Regions from separate parts of the Mus musculus genome. Here all the other regions are linked to region 3. A link is a contact called in public Hi-C and HiChIP or PLAC-seq data. All regions are on one chromosome and are shown on one strand. Each heading gives the region's core, a stretch centred on a gene start, on an enhancer-like site or on the middle of the called end of the contact. The rest is flanking DNA. Distances are from core to core; before and after follow the strand shown.

Region 1 (3,781 bases), core at 524-3,023, 820 kb after region 3:
GCTTCTGCCTCCCCAGAGGTTAAAGGCGTACACCACCACACGTAGCTTACATACTGCTTTGCTTTTGTTGTTTGTTTGTTTGTCTAATTTTGAGATGACGCTATATATATATATATATATATATCATACTATATAGCCCTGGATGGTCTGGAGTTCTCTATGTAGACCAGGCTGGCCTTGAACCACCTGCCTTTGCCTCCCAGAGCTGGGCTTAAAGGTGTGTATTATCTTGCCCAGTTTTTTTTTTTTTTTAAATGGGATCGGTAACTTGCTATTCTCCAAAATAATATAATGTGCTTATCATCACTATTAGGTTCTACTTTATCCTTTAAAACAGCCTAGCAGGAAGCTGGAGAGATGGCTAGGAACACTGGCTACTCTCCCAGGGAACTAGGGTTCACTTCCGATCACCCGCATGATGTGTCACAAATTAGTAAAATCTTTTTACCAGTTTAATAGTTCCTTGGTATTTTCCTGCTATCATTTATTTCACAGACCTCTGATTTATGGAAATTTAGGATATTTTTGCTTTTCTGCTATTATCCAGTTGGAATAGATATTTCCTATGTATATTTTTGGCATGCATTTAATAATATTTTCTGTAAAGATTCTTATATGTGTTTTTTTTTTTTTTTGCTTGTGTGTATAGATGTGTACCATGTGTGTGCCTGGTACCCATGGAGGTCAGAAAGGAAGTTGGAGCTCTTGGAACTATATTTATTTTATATATATACACACATATATATATATATGTATATGTGTATATATATATGTATATGTGTATATATGTGTGTGTGTGTATATATATATAGTGTGTTTTGAGGCAGGGTTTCTCTGTGTAGCCCTGGCTGTCCTGGTACTCACTCTGTAGACCAGGCTGGCCTTGAACTCAGAAATCTGCTTGCCTCTGCCTCCTGAGTGCTGGGATTAAAGGCGTGTGCCACCACCGCCTGGCTGGAACTGGATTTATGGATGGTTATGAAGCACCACCTTGAGAGTGCTGGCAAATGAACCCAGGTCTTCTGTAAGAGCAAAAAGTGTTCTTACTGCTAAGCCATTTCTCCAGCTCCTACATTTCTAGAGGTGGGATTGCTAGAGGGAAGGGTTATACATTTACAATTTTGATCTATTTTTTACCTGCATTTTGAAGATTACTCTCCACAAATCAGTCGATTTGCATTTATAACATCACAGTTTAGGGCCCAGAGCAGGGATACCTAGCCCAATTCAATGTTCAAACGAAACATCCTGGAGGAGGTCCCGGGTTCACTTCATCTCGTTTTGTTTTATTGAGAGAGGGTCTAACTATGTGGTCCTGGGTGGCCTAGAACACACTGTGTAGACTAGCCAGCCACTAAACTGCAACGATTATTATTTTCCTGCCTCTGCCTTCTGAATGCTGGCATCAGAGGTGTGGGCCACCCTTTGTGGCATGTTCCCCACTGCCCAGTATTAGTGAAATTTAGTCTAGCCATCAAAAAGAGCAGAGAGTAAGGTTCCGGGTACAGATCAGTAGCAGAACCACATGAGACCTTGGATTCCAACCTCAGCAAGTGTACACACACACACACACACACACACACACAGAGAGAGAGAGAGAGAGAGAGAGAGAGAGAGAGAGAGAGAGAGAGAGACAGACAGACACAGAGAGAGACAGAGACAGAGAGACAGAGACAGAGACAGAGACAGAGAGACAGAGAGACAGAGAAAACACAGATAAAAGATCAGCAACAGGAAACCACAGAACCACAGACCGAGAGTGCTCCGGGCTGACTTCCTGTGTTTGTACTCTCTGTTGTCCTCTTTGCCCTCTCCAACAACAGGTATTTTTGACGCGTTTTATCTTTGCTAAGTAGGATTTCTGCCTTTCTTTGTTAACATAGATTTCTTTACCTGCCAGAATGACTTGATCCATTTCCTGGTTTGTAGGAAGCAATGGCTACAGAGGGTGCTTCCTCAGAACTCATAGAAAAAAAACGTACGAAGTTGCTCAGTGTCCTCCAACAAGATCCGGACTCTATCTTGGACACGTTAACCTCTCGGAGCCTGATTTCTGAGAAGGAGTATGAGACTCTGGAGGAAATCACAGATCCCCTGAAGAAAAGTCGGAAGCTGTTAATTTTGATACAGAAAAAAGGAGAGGACAGCTGTCGGCGTTTCCTCCGGTGTTTGTCTAATGCCTTTCCAGAGTCAGCGTCCACAGTGGGCTTCAAGCACGGTAAGTGGAGCTTTTAAAGTTTGAAGCAAAGGGGGAGGAAGCAGGTTTTCTAGAAGAGAAAGAGAATTGTTTCTGGTTGTTTGGATCTGACTTCCTGAGACGAGTTTTACTGAAATGTGAAACAGAATGTGTGTCGTTTCCAAGGCAGGGAGCAGTGGATCTCTCTGATCCAGGAGCTTGGCAATGGCTGATCACACTGTTCCAGCGTTTTCAGCTACCGTCTGGTGCCTGTTGCTTTGGCGGGGATTTGAAAAGAGCCCATTGTTGATAATGGCACCATCTAGGGTTTTCCTGTTTGTGTGAGTAAATTTGGAGATGTTTACATCCCCAGAGACCTTTGGATAGCCACGCTGAAGGTACAGGGAAAACCATTTTAAATGAACCAGTTGGAAGATCAGTAGCTCCTTGTCTGTGATAGGAACAGTAGTTTCTAGAAGTGTAGCTTCTCCATTTGATAAGTGATAAAGGTCTTGAAATTGATGCTTTATAAAATATGGTTATTTTTCTTTCTTAAAAAATCTGTTTATTCTAAAAATTTGTCCAGTCCCAAACTTTATCCAGCTAAACAGTTAGAATGACCATGAACCATGGATCTTCTCTCAGGGTTTTAGTCTTCGACTTTTTGACTTTTAGTTACATTTTTATTTACTTATCCCCATAAAAAGAGGAGGAAGGAATGATGATGGAGTTCAAACTGGGAGTGGAGGAAAAGTAGGTTTTTCTTCTATAATAAATATTGACTATACTTTTTTCTATCCTAATCCCTCTCAGAAAAAAATTGTATGAATTTTTTTAAAAATAAAAAATAGCTTTATATCTTCTTTCATGACGTATGCCCTTTTACCTGCATTCTGTCCTTTGTAACATAATAATATCTTTTGCTTGGTCTCCTTTTCAAATGTCATATGTAGAACCTACATTTCTATATATGCATACTAAATATGTATGACAAGAAAGTAGGAGAGCGAGCCGGGCAGTGGTGGTGCACGCCTTTAACCCCAGCACTCAGAAGGCAGAGACAGGTGGATTTCTGAGTTCCAGGCCAGTCTGATCTACAGAGTGAGTTCCAGGACAGCCAGGACTACACAGAGAAACCCTGTCTCGAAAAAAAAACCAAAAAAAAAAAAAAAAAAAAAAAAAAGAAAAAAAGAAAAAAAAAGAAAAGAAAAGAAAGAAAGTAGGAGAGAGCATCTCTTTTGGGAATAGACGGACTAGCTGGTGGAGAGTGGGAAGAGTGTGTTTGTAAGAGAGAGAGAGACAGACAGGCAGACAGAGACAGAAAGAATGCCACAATGAATACAATTCATTGTGGTTCAATTGATTAGTAAGAACTAGTAAAAATTTATAACATCTTAAAAAACATGACATGTTGGGCTGGAAAGATGGCTCAGTGGATAAGAGACTGACTGTTCTTCTAGAGGTCCTGAGTTGAATTCCCAGCAATCACATGGTGGCTCACAACCATCTGTAATGGGATCTGATGCTCTATTCTGGTGTGTCTGAGGACGGTAACAGTGTACTCACATAAAATACATAAATAAATCTTTAAAAAATGACATGTTA
Region 2 (3,532 bases), core at 499-2,998, 580 kb after region 3:
TTAACCATAAACCACCTGGGATTTTGCAGCTCTGTTGTGTATTCCTGGTTGCCATGCTAGAATAGAGGTCCACGGGCAGAATTAAGCACTTGCTTGTTACTGTCATGCAGGAGGGGAGACTGAATTTTCCAGGACCTTTGGTCTTGAGATCAGAGGGTTTGCCCACAAGGCTCATGCACGAGCTTCTGTAATTATGAACAGCGGCAGGCGAGCAGGAGCATTGCAGCACACTCTGTCTTCTTCCCCATGAACAGGCTATTTATTCTTAAGGAGAAAAATGACCAGAGAAAGGCTAACAAGCTGCCAAACATGTAATATCTACCATTAGCTCCAAAACACAGAATTCATTGAAGTTTTGGTTTCATGGGAGGAAAAAAAAAGATTTTCACGTAAAAGAGTTCTTCTAACCCTTGCTGTTCACAGCCTGCCACTTGGCAATTCCTTCTGGTTATCCCCTACTTTCTTGTGTTTATTCATTTATTTCCACTCAAGTATTCAGTAGCAAGACAAACAGTAGAATAAAGTGTTCTCAAAGTTAGTTTCCAAAGCACACCAATTTCCAGAGATACTCCAAGATTTCCATACAATTGAATCTTAGTTGTATGCTTTTATAGTTTTCAAGAATTGGTGGAGATTAGTGTGCTGTTTTTCTCAGTTGAATGCGTTGCTCCGGGCATTTTCCCTCATATTCTGTTCTGTGCACTGTTTATCAGCATTCAGCCATTCTATGAGGCCATTATTTATGCTATAAGTTTACTTTCTTAGCTACTTTAAGTTAAATTTAGCAGTGGTGGGTGATTCTGCAAAAATGACTCTGACTTTCTGAAGTTCTTCCACCTGAGCATGTCTGGGTGTTTACATTTCTTTCTGCTTACAATTCCTAACAAAATCTCTTTCCTCAAGGCCACCTCTAATCTCATTCCTCCATGAAAACCTTTCATTGACATCTCATTGCCTAATGCACAATATCCCAGCCCAGAGGCAGCAGAGCACAAGATCGTGCTGTGAGCTGCAACAGCACTTTGCTCTTGTGTGAAACTGACCGACTCCACACTTGGAAGTTCATGTGTGTAATCACAACACACAGAAAAAAAGAAAGTGCACATTTTACTCATAATGCATTCCTAGAATCTATGTGATTCATGTTCCCAAGGAAGCCACATTAAATTATTTGTGTCACTGCAAGCTGCAAACATTAAACAAGCTAAATTACAGCTAGTAGGTACAATTTTGAGCAAATAAAGCTGTAAATATGTACCTTAGAATTTCTGTATATAACAAAATTGTTTTTCATGCCAAAAAGGAAATATTATCAAATACTGTCATTATGGTTATAAGGAACTGTTGTCTGTTTGCATTTAATATGATTCTAGAATATTTTACTTAAATTTAATATTCATACTACAAACTCTAAAGAGTTTTTTAATGCTGATCATAATTAATACCTCCTAGGAGCTTCAAGAGAAGCTACTGACTCAGGGTTAGAATTAGATCTGACTCTGTGTAAAGCAAATATGCATGTGGCTTGGCCAAACTACAATCCCATAGAATTTGACACCTCAAACTTGATACAGATTAGTCGTCCACTGAACATTGAAATCACCACTGCTAAACAGAAAATTAAAAAGTATGAAATATCGAAGGAAAAGAAGGAAAAACTCAACCAACAAAGTTACATCATATGGGCAAGTCCCAGCCCAGAAATAGAGAACAAAAACCAGGAACACAAAACGCCAAGACCGTGCATTACCCCTAATGGAGAGAGGGGCTGGGCCTACAACAGGAGCATGAGTAATTTATACAGTATTGCTGATATTATACTTCTTGACCTAACCACTGGTTGCATAAGCTTATTTAGTATCTAGTAATGTATATAGTTTTCAAAACATTCACTGGGCATTAGACTACATTGCCATGAAAACAATTTCATGCAGGCAAGAGTATATGAGCATTTGAGCACATTCCCCTCCATGCTTCCTAACCTCTCATTCCCCACCCTCGCTCCCTCCTGCCCCCAAGCATCCCTTTTGTTCTCCTAGAGAGTCTTGTTTCTACTTTCCCATAATACATAGGTACATGATTTTATACCTCTACATAAAACCTGGGAACCACAAATAGAAGGAAAAAACGTATTTTTCTTTCTGAGATGATCTTAATCAGTTAATATGATTATCTACTGTGGGATAGGTCTGCAATTCTTTTTTTTCTTTTTTTTTTCTTTTGTTTGTTTGTTTGTTTGTTTGTTGTTTTGAGACAGGGTTTCTCTGTATAGCCCTGGCTGTCTTGCAACTCACTCTGTAGACCAGGCTGGCCTCTAACTCAGAAATCCTCCTGCCTCTGCCTCCCAAGTGCTGGGATTAAAGGCGTGCGCCACCACTGCCCGGTGGGTATGCTCTTCTAACAGTGTATTTTGATTTAAGATGTTTTTAAAAGATCCATGAAATCAAAGAAACCTTCCACTGCGACGTGGAAAATGCAACCTCTGAAAGGTCCTGTGTATCTCCATCAAGTCCCCAATTGAAACATGACTAATGAAAAAGCACAGATAAGCCAAGAGTCAACCACTTGAGCTGGACAACCTTTGTTCTTATTTTTTGTAATGTACTTCATTGCTGGATACATTCAGACAGGGGCTGTTAGAACACTAGGGATGAAAGGAAGTTACCATCTCAGACCACACACTGCACCAAGTAGTTGCCATGAGAGAACGTATTTGGGAAAAGAGCTCTGATCATACCTAAGTGACAGCTTGTCTCCTAGAAATTCGCTGTGGCCTCATCACTGTGAAAGTATGTTCCCCATGCTCACCATCACTTCCCCAAAACTGTTTTTTCTTTATCTGCTCTAAAGTTCGGGAACAAGCATTTTACCAACGCTTCTGGCACTGGAACCCTGTACTTCCCAGTGCGGAAGCACCAGCTCATTGCAGTGGTAACAGCTGGATGCTTGGAACATGTTCGCAAGGGACTATGCTGATCCTTCAAGTCTGGACTCTCTGCAGTTCCCAAAGAGCATATTTCTGAGATCATGTTATCTAGTTCAAGAGTCAAGCATACAGTCACTGTGGCCAGGAAGTTCAACAGGAACAAGATAAAAAAAAATGATAAATAGCCATGAAAATGTGTTTGTTGAGTGAAATAGCCAAGAAAATGTGTTTGTTGAGTGGGGTCTTGTTCCTTTGACCAAAATATAAAAAGCCCCTTTTATATAATCAGTCCTGGCAAGAATTCAACTTCCTTCTTCATGGAAATAAATGAGTACAAGAACTCACTACTGACTAAAATTTTTAATTACTTCTAGAACATTCTGCTATACAGTTCGTAGGTCCTTGCACACATTTTCCAGAAAATCATGTCTTGACATATTAAACAAACCTGTGAAACTAAGCCTATGGTTAAAGCATGATTTACCCTTACAAACATATTCCTCTTAACTTCACAGGCACAGAAAGCACTAAGATTTGAAGAATAGTTAAGTCATTTGTGCGAAAACCTTAGCTCTACCATCAAGTTAAAAGGACTTAACAAGGATC
Region 3 (3,723 bases), core at 485-2,984:
TGTCCTATAGACAGCAACCCACAACACTTGCAGGTACCACCTGTTATAACCTGAAACCTTATCCTATACGAAAGCACACCACATTAGTGAATTCATAAACCCTTGTAACCTCAGACACCAATGCTGGCAAGATCATAGGAAAAGAAACTACACAGAGGCAACACTACTGAGTCCCAAATAGAAGTTAATATACCATTATCTTAGCATGTGCCTAAAGGTTAGAAGAACCTACCCAGTGGTGGGGTTGGGTGCATGGAATTGAACTTCTACCCTAGATACAGAAATATCAACTGCAGGCTGCAAAGAACACCAAAAAAGGAAGCAAACCTCACTGATATCCCTGAAAGAGCATAACTTTTCATTAACTAGAGAAAGGAGACTTGTGAAATACTGAAAAGGAGTGGTATGTAGAAACAGGTTTTGGCTATGACTCAGAATTTCAAGCAGCAAAAGTAAAAGTCAAGACAGAGAACAAATTGAAAGGTTTGTGCAGGGTCCAGAGAGATGGCCCAGTTCTTAAGGGCACAGACTACTCTGCCAGAGAACCTGAGTCTACTAGTGCCCATATCAAGTAGCTCACATGTTTGACCACTGGAGATACATACACATGCACATGCATTAACCATGAACATATATTACACACACACACACACACACACACACACACACACACACACACACACACATAATTTAAAAATAAAACAATAAAGCTTTTATACCTCAAGGTATACATCAACAAAGCAAAGAGTCACTGTGAGCCTACAAATGGTATTTTATATTATTCATTTTGTAAAATATTAATATCCAAAGCATAGAAAGAACCCAAGTAACATAGGAAGGAATCATCCATTGAAAAGGGAACAAAGGATCTGAGGAAAAAAAAAAAAACTTGGAAGACTTACAAGTTGCCAACAGGTATCTGAAAACTACACAATACTGCTAATCACCAGGCAAATGCAAATCAGAGCCACAATGAGTTCTAACTTCATTGCAGTGAGAATGGCCAGTGTCAAAAAGACAAAGTACTGGTTAAGATGCAGAGGACAAAGGAATCCTTTCACATTGTTGGTAGAGATATCAAAACAAATACACAGGCTTTTCTCAAAAACAGAACAACCATGTCATCCAATAATCCCTCTACAGGCATGTAACCAAAGAGAGTGAAATCAGCATGCTAGAGACACATCTGCACTCCCGGACTTATGGTGGAAGTATTAATGACATCCAACATACAAAATTCACCTACATGTCCACCAGTGAAGAAATAGATAAGTAAATGAAATCACATCATTTGTCACAATAGGAATGAGCCCAGAAGACATTATATTAAAGGAAATGATTTAAGCAAAGAAAGGAAATCAGTGCATCTCTAACTCAGATTTGGCTGATATGAACCAGACTAACTGAGATGACACTCTGTGCACATCGGGGTAGCCGAAAACAAAATGGACTGTGCTAAAGTGCTGGTAAGCTAAAGAATTCTTACACATTTCTGGGAAGCTTCTAACACACACACACACACAAGCACACCACCCACTCACTTACCCTTAGCCATTCCTAAAGATTAAACCTGGAATTACTATATGACTCAGTAACTCTGAAAACATATTCTCATAGATAAAAACTGAAACAGTACAAATACGAAAGAACTGGCAAATCAACAAACACAGTGTGGAGAGAAGACAGATCAGGGAAGTGGAAGTAGATTAGGGGATCCCGTGACCTCATCAGTCTGCAGTGTGTGGGAGGGAGAGCATAGGAGGGAGAAACATAACACCCTATGCAATGTTGGAGCCAAGTCAGTGGAGAGTAGTCCCTGATAAGGCATACACAACAGTGAATTTTCAGTGACAAATTCTAGGTGACAAATGTAAAGTGGGTACTCTTCTCTGGCGAAGGACACCTAGGGTTGTATGTAGTTCAAGTGGGGAGAATGTAAGTTACCCAAAAAAAGCCAGTTAAAATCAAATGGAAAAACACATCTATCCTACATCTGCCTTTTATTTCTGGTTGTATGGGATATGCATTGAAACCATACCCTGGCTTCTCTTTCAGGGCATACAGCCTTCCTCACTGAATGTTAAGGCATTACGAAAAAAACAAAACAAAACAAAAAGTCTTATATTTCGTGTACAGATATTCCCCATTGATGTTAGCCCTTGGTGTAGGTAGAACAAAGGAAAAAAAAAAGCAGACCAAAGATATAACTTCCTCTCTTCCAGTCTTCTATATTTCCATCTTTCAGGACTAGAATTTTTCTCTATCTCTTTAAATTCTAATTAGTTTTAATTGGGAATTTATTCAAAATTAACGTGACTTTCTTCGCTTAAATATAATATACTTTCTGGTACATGATGCAAAGATGTGCGTTGAACATTGACTATTTCTAAACTGTGAGCAAAAACAGAAGAAAAGGAGCCAATGTTTGGAAGATGATTTCAGGCTAGGCATGGTAGAGCACACATGTAATACCAACACTGGGGAATCAGAGGACCAGAACTTTGCTACATACCAAGTGCAAGGACAGCCTCAGATACTGGACACTGTCTCCAGAAAAGAAAGGGGAACTTAGTGTAGAAGGGCTATGCTTACAATAGATGTTAAAAGTGAATAAAATAGACACATGGTTTTATTTATAGGCACATACAAGTACCTCAAGGGTCTGAAGGAGATGGGAAGGTTTCAAGCATCTTTTAGAAGCTGAAGGATTGAAGGTGTATTTCAGGGTTTCCAATAATTAAATTCTGCTAAATCTTACTTCTGGGAAAATATCATTAAAAGACCAAATATAGTAAGAGTTGACTTTCTCCTCACTGATGGAAAACAGATCTTTTTAGAGGAAAAGAAAGTGTATTTAAGGTTATTTTCTGAACATGTACTTAGACACTGGACAGAAGCAGTTTCTAATGAAAGCAACACTGCAAAGCTTGTGGGGTGGTTGGTGTGAAAGACTGCATACTGACAGCTTGTCATCATGTCCTCAGGGTCTCATAAAGTCTTCAGAGTCACCTCAGTCTAGACGATAGACTACTGGACGAATCCAAGAGACTAGTGCTACCTTGAAGTTTTAATTTATTTAATTTTTACATTTATGTATTTTACTGTACATGTACAACTCTTCCCCTTGCATTTTATATGTGTACCATGTGTGCACATGGCAGCCATGGAAGTCAGAGAGCATGTCAGATTCCAGAGAACTGGAGTTGGGGATGGTTGTGAGCCGTCACGTGGGTGTGGGGAATTGAACATATGTCCTCTACCAGAGGAGAAAATGCTCTTAACTACTGAGAAATCGCTCCAGGGCCTTCTTTGGAGTTCGTGAGTAAATGCTTTATTTGCACCATACTAGCAAAATAGTGAATTTTGTAGTGTTGCTATTTATAGCACTGGACTTAGAAGGCAGAGACATTACTTATTAGATGTCTTAAAGTACAAGTGAGGGTAATCTACATGTAAAGAAATTGTGACCTATGAGGACACCCATAAAACACCATCACAAGATATTAGCAAACAGCAACCCTACACATTGCTTTGTGCTTCATTATAAAATTTTCCTATATTACTATGTATTACTTTGCATTCTTAATATAATCTGGCTTTTTAATTTGACATGGTTATTTTGACACTTATCTTGTTGGTGCTTATGTTAACCATTACTTTTATAGGTGTACAATACTGTATTACATATGTACCACCATTCATTGTTCAAAAAATCTTATAATG

What was found. A called contact is a pair of places that touch in the nucleus more often than the background predicts. HiChIP or PLAC-seq counts read pairs in DNA pulled down with a chosen protein or histone mark.
Region 1: a contact with region 3 is called in an H3K4me3 HiChIP or PLAC-seq map of bone marrow-derived macrophages, with 4 times the contacts expected there. The contact joins the promoter of Card6 here to the enhancer-like site in region 3. A contact is called at or near these places in 17 of 39 promoter capture datasets (the 3T3-L1 cell line, 3T3-L1-derived adipocytes, the HPC-7 cell line and 11 more), 1 of 15 datasets of contacts at CTCF or cohesin (large pre-B cells), 1 of 484 Hi-C or Micro-C datasets (erythroid progenitors), 8 of 115 datasets of contacts at active chromatin or transcription factors (the NIH/3T3 cell line, bone marrow-derived macrophages, embryonic stem cells and 4 more) and 3 of 9 other capture datasets (adipose tissue, liver and pancreatic islet).
Region 2: a Hi-C map of bone marrow-derived macrophages shows a contact between it and region 3, with 10 read pairs. The contact joins two enhancer-like sites. A contact is called at or near these places in 2 of 484 Hi-C or Micro-C datasets (bone marrow-derived macrophages and uterus) and 1 of 9 other capture datasets (embryonic stem cells).

The regions. Positions count from the first base shown.
Region 1 is chr15:5,106,525-5,110,305 of GRCm38.p6, reverse strand. It overlaps Card6 (caspase recruitment domain family, member 6), which reads left to right and starts at 1,773. Exons shown (of 4, transcript NM_001163138.1): 1 at 1,773-1,823; 2 at 1,930-2,218. The coding sequence starts at 1,936.
Region 2 is chr15:5,347,302-5,350,833 of GRCm38.p6, reverse strand. It overlaps the pseudogene Gm46496. Among named protein-coding and RNA genes, the nearest start is that of Gm41257, 94 kb to the right of the region's middle. Within about 2 kb of position 1,748, at least 22 of the 459 cell types and tissues checked have an H3K27ac peak or open chromatin away from gene starts, as enhancers often do. A contact at or near this core is called in bone marrow-derived macrophages, where this site is marked.
Region 3 is chr15:5,925,977-5,929,699 of GRCm38.p6, reverse strand. No RefSeq gene overlaps it. Among named protein-coding and RNA genes, the nearest start is that of Gm41259, 120 kb to the left of the region's middle. Within about 2 kb of position 1,734, at least 15 of the 459 cell types and tissues checked have an H3K27ac peak or open chromatin away from gene starts, as enhancers often do. A contact at or near this core is called in adipose tissue and bone marrow-derived macrophages, where this site is marked.